3 separate regions of the Sus scrofa genome follow, and regions 2 and 3 are each linked to region 1. Evidence: chromatin contacts called from public HiChIP or PLAC-seq and promoter capture Hi-C data. All regions are on one chromosome and are shown on one strand. The core of a region is the stretch at or near the end of the contact, and the rest is flanking DNA. Distances in the headings are between cores, read along the strand shown. Region 1 holds the start of CHD7 (chromodomain-helicase-DNA-binding protein 7). Region 2 has its middle 180 kb from the start of CLVS1. Region 3 has its middle 200 kb from the start of CLVS1.

Region 1 (3,773 bases), core at 793-3,292:
AATGGGAAACTAAAAAGTATACTTAGCAAGTGGAGAGCTGGATAGTGTATCTAATTCTAGCAATTCAAAAGGAAACTCTCCATGTGGGTTGCTACTTTTCTTTTGTCCATTGTCTGTTCAGAAGAGGGGGAAAAAAACTACTTTAAAATCGAGGCGTGAACAGTCTCTAAAAGTGACCTCCGGGAAAACCGTCCGCCCCGTAGCAGGAGCACTCCCCGCCCGTCCGCTCTACGGGGGCGCTCACAAAGCGGGCGGCCGGCCGGGAGTTTGGGGTGCGCTCCCACGGCGCGGGGCTCCTCGAGGCTGAGCCATCCGGAGAAAGGCGGCTCGGTAATGATGGCTGCTCGGGGCCGGCGGCTCCTTCCCCGGAGCCTCCCGAACCACCCCCCCTCCCGGGATCCGCCGCCCTCCCCCCTCCCCCGTGCCGCGCTCACCCCGCGCCGACGCGGCTGCCCCGCACCGCAGCCCACCCGGTGCCCGCGCCCCCCGCACCCCCGGCGAGCCCAGTTCCCGGTGCGAACCAAACAAACAACGCGTCCCCGCCGCCCTCCTTCCTCTCCCCGCTGACCGCTTGGCCTCCAGCCACCTCGGGCCGATCACGCTCCGAACCGCGGATCTCCGAGAGGGCAGAGCGCACCCGGGCCACCTCGGGGGCCACCTGGTGACCCCCCCCCCGGGCGCTGACCCCCGAAGGGTTCGGGGATGGGTGAGCCGAGTTGCCTCCGGGGGCTTAAAGTCGCTATTATGCAGGCGCCGCCGCCGCTGGCCCGGCCAGCTCGGCAAGGTGGGGTCCCCTCCTCGCCGCGCCTCCCCGCGCTCGCCCCGGCCCCGCTCCCTTTCTTCTCCTCCTCGCGCACTTGGGAGCCGCCGGGGCGCCCCGGGAACCCCAGCTCCGGGCTCGCAACTCCACGCCCGCGGCCGGCACAGGCCGGGCTCGGGACGCCCCCAGCGCCGCGTGTTCGCGCCGCCCTCGCCCCACGCGGCGCCCCGCGCACTTTCCTCGCCGCAGACCCACCTCGCCCGGTGGCCGTCCCCGCGCGGGCCGGCGCCGCCGCGCCAGGAGGGACGCACTTTGTTCGCGCCGGTGCGGCCGCCGCTCCCGGCGAGCGCGGCGTGGTCGGTCCGGAGCGGGGGGCGGGGGCGGGAGGCGGGGGTCGCCGCCGTCCCCGAGCCGCCGCCGCCGCCGCCGCCGCGGCTCAGCCGCCCCGCGCCCGCGCGCCCATCGCCCACTCGCACTTGAGTTGCAGCCCAACTTTTCCTCCTTCCTTTTTCTTTCGAATGGAGCCGGCAACTCGTGCTCGGCGCCGGCGGGAGGAAACGCGCTCGCGCTCCCCCGCGCGCAGACACGCTCCCTCCTGTCCCCGTCCCCCCCCACGCCGGCAGCACAACAAAAAGCCATTTACATGCGAGGAAGTGACCCTCGGCCGGACCGCGCGCACCCGCCACCGCCGGCCCTGCGGACGCAGGCAAAAGTTGGGGCGCCGGACGGCGCTCCGGGCGCGGGTTCGGGCCCCGCGGGCGGCGACGCCGGCGACACAGCTCGGGCGGCGCTGCGCTCCTGCGCCGGCCCCGGCCCCCGCCCGCCCTCGCCCCTCGCCCCGCACACGCCCAACTCCTCGCTCCCAACTCCTCGCGCGGCCCCGGCCCCGGCCCGGAGCGATTTCCTGCCGCCGCCGCCCCTCCCGGAGGCGCCCGGCGAACTCTCGCGCTTACCCGGTCGGTCGGGCTCCTCCGCTGCCCTGTGCCGAGGAGAAAACAAAACGCAGAGCGGGCTCCGGAGTTGGCTCGGCGGCCGCGGCCAGGGGGCTGAATCCACGGGCACGGAGTTGGCCGGGGGCGAATGGGGCTCTGGCGAGTTTCAGGGTCTCCGGGTCCCCAGGCCGCCTTCTCAGCGGCGCTCCTTTGTGTAATTTCACTCGATTCAAGTTTAATCCGATAGTTCCCGAGCACGAGCGCGTCCGCACTACCACGGCTCAACCCCCGCGCCGCCGCCGCCGCCGCCGCCGCCGCCGCCACCGCTGCCGCCGCCGCCGCCGCCGCCGCGGCCCCAGCACGCCAGCGCCTGCGCGCGCCCGGCACGCCGCGCGCGCCCGATGTCGCGGGGCCGCGCCCGCCCGCCGCCGGCTCCCTCCGCGTCGCGCCCGCGCCCGCGCCCGCGCGCCGCCACCTGACGTCAGGCGCGCCTGGCATAATTTATGCAAGAATTCGGCCGGGGTGGCGGAGGCCGAGGGAGAAGCCGAGGGAAAGGGGGCGGCGCGGGGCTTCGGGGCCGCGGGCTGCGGAGGGCGGGCCGGGCGCCACTTCCCGTCCCCGGGCGGGCGCCGGCGCTGCGGGCGGTTCTCCTCGCGGGCCGGTGCGCGGCCGCCGCGCCGCCTTCCTGGCCCTGCTCTCCCGAGCGCTCCGCCGCCGCGCGGCAGCGCCGGGGGCGCGGGCTGGAGAGGGTGCCACGTTTCCCCGCGCGGCACCTTCCCGGAGGCCGGGTGCGCCGCCCGCGGGCAGGAAGCGGCGGCTGGGCCGGCGGCGATCCTCCCAGCCGCGGCGAGGGGCTTCCGACGCTACGCGGACGGCAGCGGCTCGCGGGGTTGGGACGCCTCTTCTGCAATTATCCTTCAACTTGAAATGATTTTCCCACATGAAATGATTTAGAATGGGCACGCTCCATTTCCAGTAGATTTCTCCTGCGTCTCCACTTTGCCTGCTAACCCAACCCTACCTCCTCGTTGACAGGACAGCCGGATCCGCTACTAAATCAAAAAGTTTAACTAGATGGCGTGGATTTTGTTGTATTTGTTACCATGCCAAAAAAGGGAGAGAGAGCGCAATGGTTATGAAACAAAGAAATAGGTTGTGTGCCCATTATTAAACGTGTCAGGACTGGAGTGTTTTCGTCATTCTTTGGCCAAAATGGCACTTTTGTGTGATCTCCTAGGCTGAAATATTCAAGCCTCTTTATTCTTGTTTCTCTTCCCGATACAAAATGAATGTTAAACCTGGAGAAATTTTTCTTTTACCAATTTTCCCTTTAGGAGATAGATCTGCAAACATTTATCAAGCACCTTTTATGTGGAAAATACCAAGCAATTATAATTCTTTTAAACTGTCAACTGTTGTACACCCGAAGATGATATTGTTAGGTAAACGATTACGTTTGTTTTTAAATCAAGGAAGAAACATATTAGCCAAACTCGGTCCTGTGTAATAGATACAGAGTAAAGCGACATGCTATTATTGGACTCCAAAATAAACTCAGAAAATTGTAAAACTGTGCAAAATATAATTTCTTCTCGTTTAGCATCTGTAGTGCTGACTGTCAAGTATTTCTGCTTGAACCAAAGATTAATCAAAATGATTACCCTACAAGTGTGATTATCCTAGACTTAATCACTAAAACATTTATAGTAATGATTTTCTAAAGATTTGTTATATTATACTGTCATTTATTGAAATGCTCTGGTTTGGGCTTGTTTTCATCATATATTTGAATGGTCTTTTGAAAGAGGTAAATGTTTTATTCAAGGGATTTACACATAAACAGCAGAAAGAAGGTTGGTGCTACAGAAAATTCTTAAATTAAAAAAATTAGGAAACACTAAAAACTTCTGCCTTTCTTTATAGTCCATTTCATAAACCAAGAATCAGAATTCCGAGGTTAGGCTGATATCTCCCTTAAGTTTACATCTCTCAATGAAAGCATATGGGGGATGTTTTGGGGGGTGTTGGGGGCAGGGGATCATGGTTAAAGACATGTCTACAAAGAAATCACTAGTGCTGGA
Region 2 (3,773 bases), core at 525-3,024, 310 kb before region 1:
TGGGGACCAGTGTTGTGGGAAGAAGAGGCTGCCTTTGGAAGGTGAGAAAAACACTCCGAACCATGGGGCTTGGTGAAGGGAGCTTAACTTTTCGGAGGTGGGTCATTGGAAGTTATTAATAACAGTGAAAATCTTCCCGAGAAAGCACAAAATAGACCATCCCAAACTCAGCAAAAAGCCCAAAACACCATCTGTTGCTGCACTGAGCCATCTGACTGGGAGAGAAGGCAGCTGACAAGTAGGAAGGCGCATGGATATCCACTCTGGGCCTCTGCTTGGGACCCTGGCTGGGATGCTTGGATTATTATGTTCTTAAAAATGTGTGAAAGCATGTAAGTGGCATGGTTGTGAACTTGAGTAACACGACAGAGATTAAGCAAAGGTGCCAGAGAGGTTTGAAGTAAGGAATATTTTTTTAACGTTTATTGAAGTCAAGTTGATTTACAAGGTTGTGATCATTTCTGCTGTACAGCAAAGTGAGTCAGTCCTACCTATACCCACAGCCATTCTCTCTCAGATTCTTTACTCACATAGGGAATATTTTAAGGCGGCTTTAAGGGTTTCCCTCTTTTTTTTTTTTTTTTTTTTTTTTTTTTTTTGCTTTTTAGGGCCACACCCTCAGCATATGGAAGTTGCCAGGCTAGGGGTCAAATCAGAGCTGCAGGTGCCAGCCTAGGCCACAGCCACAGCAAGGATGGATCCGAGCCACATCTGCGACATACAGTACAGCTCACAGCAACACCAGATCCTTAACCCACTGAGTGAGGTCAGGGATTGAACCCATGTCCTCATGGATGCTAATTGGGTTGGTTAACCACTGAGCCACGACGGGAGCTCCCAAAGGTTTTCCCTCTTAAAAGACACAGAATCATCCCCTGATGGTGGTTTATTTGCTGAACAGTCACTACAGTGACCATAGCTTAAACCTGATTCTGAAACAATGGATGGTTTGCAGTTGCCCTGACCACACAAGGAGTCAACCCTGTTTCAGAAGGGTTGAAAAATTTCCCTGGAAATACAGGACTTTTAAAAACATAACACACAGCAAGATTCAGCATTGTCTTTATCTGGGAAATCCTGCTCTTGGCGTCTGCAGCCACGGTCTCTGAGCATCAATGTCCGTTTTAAACAGTATCGTGCAAAAGCAGAGACTGGCTTCTGGTAATGAAGGAGTGGCTTCCCAGATATGCCCGGTAAACAGCAGTTTGATTAGATCATCTGGCCTTTAATCAAGAAGAATGGGAGCAGCAGAACAGCAACCAGACCAAACAGGGCTGGTGTTGCAGCGGGAACCCAAAACACCCCTCCAGCCTCGACAGCCAACCTCCCTGGGTTGTCCCGGTGACTTCAAGTTGACCCACAATGGCAAAGCCCGAGGGAGCAGTTAGCATAAGAGCTGAGAGCTCAGGCCTGCCTGGGATTTTTTACTGGGACAAGCGCGATGCCACCACAGCGGCGCGGCTCCTGAAGGTCCGGAGCCGCGGCCGTGCGCGAATCAGCCGGTAGATGGCGCACCGAGCCTCCGAGCCGCAAGCTGCTCGGGCCGGCGAGGCAGGAGAGGATTTTGATTCATAAAAAACATAAATTCTACTTGATGAACAATACTAATAAAGGAAATTGACTACTGGGCACCATAGAGATGAATTTTTAAAGCCCCGAAATCAAGTTATTTGAGATTATTTAATTTAATTTACTAAATTTGAATAACTGTGCGGTGTAATGACGCATGGCAGGGCATTTAGGTTTCATAGCTTCTAAATGCTCCTTTAGGGTGACTGCTCGGTCGCATGGTCGCCAGAGAAATCTGTCCCCATCTCCAACCCCTGTAAACAATTGAGGAGAGGATAATTACATATCGGGAGAAAGGCAAGAAGAATCTATAGGGGGGAATCAGAGACAAAATTTCCCCTCTTTTCAAGCCATACACCCCCTTGCAAGTCCTGCAAGGCCAATGTTAAAGACCTTAATATCGATACACAGCGCTGAGCCTAAGCTAAGCGCACTCCAGGCGCTTCTCGAAGCAGAATCCTCCTCTCTTCATAGAACAAGTAAGATCTCTAACAGTATTTACATTCTCATCTACGTTTTTTTAAAGTTGGTGAATATACAGCTCTCAGAGCTTCAGAATTGACAGATGAGGACACCGCAAAACTTAGAAATTCCGCTCAACGTTTGATCCACAGAAATTTTCTGTAAGCAGATGCAAAAAGTCCTTTTATAAAAAGGCCGCCTGCAGCTTCCCCCCGGCCACCTCCGCCACACATGTGCTGTGTTTGCACAACCGAGCAGGTGTGTCTGCGTGCACATGTACCCGGATCCGTGCAAATATCCCCGGGTGTGTCTACGTGTATGGGGGTGCACACGCTGTCTGCGTACCCCTCTCCTCTATTGTTTTCAGCATAACTGATTTTGGCACCAACTCTTTAGCACTTTGGAAGGGCCTTCATTAGCACTGGGATAGTGTCCAAAAAGAATCCAGAAAAATCAACACATGGCTGCTCTTGTTCTCACGATAAATGACAGCTTTGGTGGAAAACAACAACAGTCAAGAAGCAAAACAAAAACCAAAAAGCAACAAGAGTAGCGATAACATGAATAGAGGAAGTCAGACACCACTAACGCAGATTTTTAAAAATTCAAATGTATTTATTTATTCCATTTTGACCACTCTCTATCCTTGGCCATTAAGCCTCCGTGTACTGTCACACCATTAAAAATATAAATAGTGCAAGTATATTAGGGCATCTAATGAAAAAAAAAAAAACAAAACCCACGATCATGCAGGCTGATGTTTCTTTATAGACACAACCATGCTTATTAATTCTTTAAAATGTGCAAAAGCAGGTAAGGGGCACATTTATGTGACTTTACTGTTACAGTGTGGCATCAGTGACCCCTAAATCCTATCAGCCCCCACAAGTGAAGGCTGTCCACTGACGTTTCTACCCCAATAACCCACAATTCTTTGGAACTAGAGATCTGCAGAGATGAGGCTTTCTTGGAAAATACAAGCTCCCTAATTACCTGAAAGTCTTGTCTCGAAATCATTAATAGGAACCCTGGGGTAGTTCAGATGTCATGAGACTGTGTAGAAAAAGCAGTAATTTCTAAACTAGACAAAAACCCACTAACGTTCAGTGTGTATGGGTGTGCATATGAAGAGGTGCCCACACCATACCTGAATAGGTAGATAACAAATAACACTTGGAAGGAAAGCAGGAAGCAAACAAACTGTAGAGGACATTGATTCAAAGGGTTAATTCCTTTGCTCTTCAGCTGCCAAACAATGGTGGAAACCTGCAGTGCGCGTGGCCCTTTAAGGCTATTAGGAAAAGACAAGTGACTGAGCTAGCCATCCGTCTCTCGGTCCTTGGCCTTCTCATCCCTCAGTTTCTCAAATGTTGTGAGTTGTTTATAACTGGAGGGTCTTGACATGTTTCAGGGGACAGAGAAAAAAGGAATAGGAAGGCAGTCAAACAATAAAAAAAAAAAAAAGAAGGGAGAAAGTACACGGGGTTTGTAGGACTGCACTTGCTCCCTTTTCTTTTCTTTTCTTTTTTTTCTTTCATTGTTGCACTGCTCTCCCATTCCTTTTCCCCCTTTCCTTGAGAACTTTCAGGACTTTCCTCGCCTGAGAACAGGGAAAGGACCAGCGCAGTGTAGACCAGCACCGCCTTTGCTGGGAGGAGCCCTGAGGGACGCTGGTGAGGGAAGCTGGCCTGAGTGGGTGGGAAGAGAAGCCTCTGAAGGAACCACATCTTGAGGTGAAAATG
Region 3 (3,773 bases), core at 459-2,958, 300 kb before region 1:
TAAAAGCAGGTGAGCGAGTGGCCACTGACTGCTGAACCCTGCCCGCCCCCCAGCCATCTGATTTGGTCCAAGAGCATCCTTGAGAGCTGAGAGAGATGAGGAATGACTCTCCTGTCGGTGGCAAGGAGAGGCCTCAAAGACCCACAGGTCTGGGTCTGTGCAGAACCTTTGTTGGCATCGAGGTCCCCTTCTGTCCCTCCCACACCAAGCAGACAATCCCTTCCCCAAATCCAGAAGATCAGCAATAATTGGTTTGGCTTCCAGCCCGTACCCTTCTGGTGCAAAAGCAACAGCACAGTTCACTAGTTCTTTCCGATTTCTCCCTGCTCTCCCTTAAAGAGAACCCTCGCGTCTGATTAAAATCGGTCATGCGCCTGTCCTGGAGTGAAGAGGGGCTATTTATTTCTGTCAAGTTCTGCTTGGAAGGTTTGAGGCTTCCTCCTACCAGACATTTTACTAGTAAACAGAAAAGTTACCCATATTGTCATGCTTGCCCTGACCTGCAAGCTAGTGAACAATAAATCTTAATTACAGTTAAATGCCAAAATCTGCAAAGAATGAGGCAGCACTAGTCAACTGTGAATTGGCCGACTCCTCGCTGGGGCTGGGGTGCAGCTGCAGGAATACATAAATTAGTTTGTGATTTGTTTGTGCCGGAACAATCAGTCGAGGCTGTTTCTTACGAGCATTTCCAGTATCAGTGGACGCACTGGCATTCATCCTATTGCCATGGCAGATACAGGTGGCATCTGGGAAGTTTTTTTCTTTTTAAATGACCTTCAGCATTATGCTTGGGTTAATAAGAAAGCGCCATTTCTAAATATCTCGGCAGTTTTCCAAACTAGCGCTCAGCCTCCTGACATCTGCTCCATCCATACTGGTTACCTTTGGGTTTATTCGGGGAGCCACTGAATAACCTTTTTGTTAGCAAGCTCCTTTTTGCACCAGGCAGGGCCACTGGAGTGGAGGCAGGCATCCATGCAGGGTTTTTTTTGTGTGTGTGTTTGTGTGTGTGTTTTTGTTTTTTTTTCCTGCTGCTGCAAAGTTCATGAGCTCCTTGCTATTCATGCTTGTCATCATGCTAAATAAAGCCACTCTGTTGTCCCCGTGCCTGGGTCCTCTTGGTGTATGGGCACCCATATGCAAGAATTAGAAAGCTGATTGCCCACATAACTCTGTTCAATGACTTCAGGCTGCTCTATCAATTTTGAGACTGACGGGAGACGGGAGATGGAAGTCCAAAGAAAGGATGGAGTTTGGGCCACTCCACGTTTGGTCCCGTGAATCAATCTGCAATCTACTTATATTCAGTTTAGATGCAGTCCCCTTCTTCTCGGAAGTCAATCATCTGCTTGGTGCCCTTACGGGCAGGTTCCTAATAAGGCGACAGGCCCTGATTCCCTGGCCTCTGGAATCAGCCCAGAGGCCTCAGGATGGCAGGCCCTAGGATGCCGCGCTATTTTAAAATTAGGAGGTGCCTAGGTAAGTAGATAAGAGGGAAGTAGGAAAACCCTTTCCCCGACAGAGGTGGGGGGAAGAGAGTTGCAAAATAGGCAGTTTTCTGTTGTATTTTTTAAAGTGTACGTGGGAGCGTTATTGGGTACTTAGGTGGCGATGTCAGTTTCACTCGGTACCCGCCCCCCTTCCCGCCCCAGGGCGCCGGCTCCCCCAGACCCCGCCGCCCCGCCGGCCCCATCCTGTCACCAGCGGTCCTGCTTCCTGTTTGTGCTGCCGCTGTGTTGCTTCCTGGCGTCACCCGGAGCCGCCCTTCTGCTGCGCCTCCACCCCGGGACTGGCTCTCTTCCCAGCTCCCTCTGGTGCTGGCAAATCTGTCCTGCTCCCTTTCGGTCTAAACCCCAGGTTTTTAAAGGACCCATCCCAGTGCTGGAGCCTTTGCTCTTGAGCCCCGCGGGGCCTCCCCCACGTGCTCGGATTCTCCGCAGACCTTTATCCAAAGAGCTAATTCAAGGCATTTTTGCGTTTGCTACCTCTGCCCTTTTGCCTTCCTCGGAGGAGGGGCCTCGGGTTGTTCCCCGCTTGCAGGGATAGAGAAAGAGGCCCAGAGAGAAGGAGGGCTGAAGTGGTGCTGAGGAGAGAAAGCGATTAGCAATCTGCTCACCCGGCTGCGGCTCCACGCCCCCGCCTCGACCGCTTGTCCTGCTGGCCAAGCCCTTCCCGGCTTCTTGCATTTAATCCCCTGTGGGCGTTATTAGCCTTATTTTAAACCGTGGAAACAAGGTTCACAGAACTTATCCTCTTGCCCAGGGTCTGGCAGCTGGCTCTTTGCCTGACTCACATCTTCCCTCAGCAGGTGCCACCCGGCTTCCCCCCTGTGACACCCTTACCTCATCCAGGATTGTGCCCAAATGCCAGATGAATGAATCCTCTTTGGACAGACTTCTATGTCCCAAACAGAACTTTCTGTCCCCTCCCCAGCTTTCTCTCTCTTTGGAGCATTTATCACTACCCAATATTATAAATAGATAATAAATATATAAACACATACTTATTTTAACTTGTCTAGCTGTTGCCTACATGTGTGTGAGGTCAGCGACTTGGACTATTTTGCTCACGGTTTTGCTCACTCCTGCATCCTCCTGATCCGTGCAGGCATTAATAAGTAACTGTGGAAGGATGGGGGGAAGGGAAGGGGAGAAAGGGGGAAGGAAGGAAGGAAGAGAGGAAGGGGGAGGGGGGAGGGAGGGGAGAGGGAGGGCCGAAGCGGGAGCGAGCTGCATTTCTTTCCAGCTTGAAGCTAAATCAGTGATGTTCAGCCAGGTGGCCGGAAATGACAGCCAATGATGCCGCCTACATGTGGAAACTCAGGCATGAGGTGGACATGTTCAGGATTCTACCATAAACCACTGGTCGATCTAGGACTAAACCAGTAAAGTGTATGACTTATCAGCCTAAGCTCTTGCCAGTTATCCCAGCAGTGTTTTCTGGCTCCCTGGACATTGCTACCTGATCATGCTTCTCCAGGGTTCCCGCCTGCAGAACTCTTGCCTAGACGTCCCCAGTGCAACCACCCAGCCTTTCAGTGGCTCCTGTGAAGCAGGAGGTGGCAGGCCTGTTGAGGTAACCCCTGTGTCTTCCAGACAGGGCATGAGTAACCCTGACCTCTTCCCGCTGGCCCCTCCCCAGGGCCACTTTTTAAGTCAGAGGATGTCATTCCTCTGTTTGCCTGATTCGAGGAAGTCGGCCCTTCCAGCATTTCATATTCCTCATGCTGGGAGGATCCACGAAGAGGTGCCTGGATCAGGACCCCCTGGAGGAAGCCCCTAGAAATCTCACACATGCAGAGTCCCTTCAGAAACACCCGCTCCTCTTCGTCTTTTAAGGGTTTTCCTCCAAGCTGCAGGGAACCAGCCGGGAAGGGAGACAGCCTCTTTACAAGGCCCTTCCTGGCCTCTGCCTCTGGGCCCAGGAAAGAGACACCTGCCAAAGTCAGCTGTGGGCGACAGGTCTGATGTGCAAACCAGACCAAGGTCATGACCCACTCCTCTTTTTCTTTTTTCCATACGGGGTCCTTTTCAGCAAGTCACCGTCACAGAGATGAGCCCCAAAGAAGACTGACTTTAAATGGAATGTTTTTACTCTTCTCTCACTGTGGCGGCCCACGAGGAGGCCACTCCAGGAAGCTTTAGGGCAGGAGGCAGGGGGTAGGGGCTAGAAAAGGTGTGTGGCTCTTTTCTCCTTTAGCTTCAAGGAGGTGAGCATCTTGGATTAGAGAATACAGGTCAAAGTGGATTAAGGGGAGGCACCAATGTGCT

Evidence for each region. Promoter capture Hi-C pulls out the DNA fragments that hold promoters and counts their contacts. HiChIP or PLAC-seq counts read pairs in DNA pulled down with a chosen protein or histone mark.
Region 2: a contact with region 1 is called in an H3K27ac HiChIP or PLAC-seq map of skeletal muscle, with 8 times the contacts expected there. The contact joins the enhancer-like site here to the promoter of CHD7 in region 1. A contact is called at or near these places in 1 of 5 promoter capture datasets (liver), 7 of 47 Hi-C or Micro-C datasets (embryonic fibroblasts, fetal heart ventricle, heart right ventricle and 3 more) and 2 of 2 datasets of contacts at active chromatin or transcription factors (alveolar macrophages and skeletal muscle).
Region 3: a contact with region 1 is called in a promoter capture Hi-C map of fetal liver, with 4 times the contacts expected there. The contact joins the enhancer-like site here to the promoter of CHD7 in region 1. A contact is called at or near these places in 2 of 5 promoter capture datasets (fetal liver and liver), 6 of 47 Hi-C or Micro-C datasets (embryonic fibroblasts, retroperitoneal adipose tissue, skeletal muscle and 1 more) and 2 of 2 datasets of contacts at active chromatin or transcription factors (alveolar macrophages and skeletal muscle).

Annotation. Positions count from the first base shown.
Region 1 is chr4:72,752,401-72,756,173 of Sscrofa11.1, forward strand. CHD7 (chromodomain-helicase-DNA-binding protein 7) reads right to left here and starts at 2,043. Exons shown (of 37, transcript XM_021089334.1): 1 at 1,714-2,043.
Region 2 is chr4:72,438,942-72,442,714 of Sscrofa11.1, forward strand. No RefSeq gene overlaps it. Among named protein-coding and RNA genes, the nearest start is that of CLVS1, 180 kb to the left of the region's middle. Within about 2 kb of position 1,775, at least 9 of the 83 cell types and tissues checked have an H3K27ac peak or open chromatin away from gene starts, as enhancers often do. A contact at or near this core is called in retroperitoneal adipose tissue, where this site is marked.
Region 3 is chr4:72,456,948-72,460,720 of Sscrofa11.1, forward strand. No RefSeq gene overlaps it. Among named protein-coding and RNA genes, the nearest start is that of CLVS1, 200 kb to the left of the region's middle. Within about 2 kb of position 1,709, at least 55 of the 83 cell types and tissues checked have an H3K27ac peak or open chromatin away from gene starts, as enhancers often do. A contact at or near this core is called in alveolar macrophages, fetal liver, liver and 3 more, where this site is marked.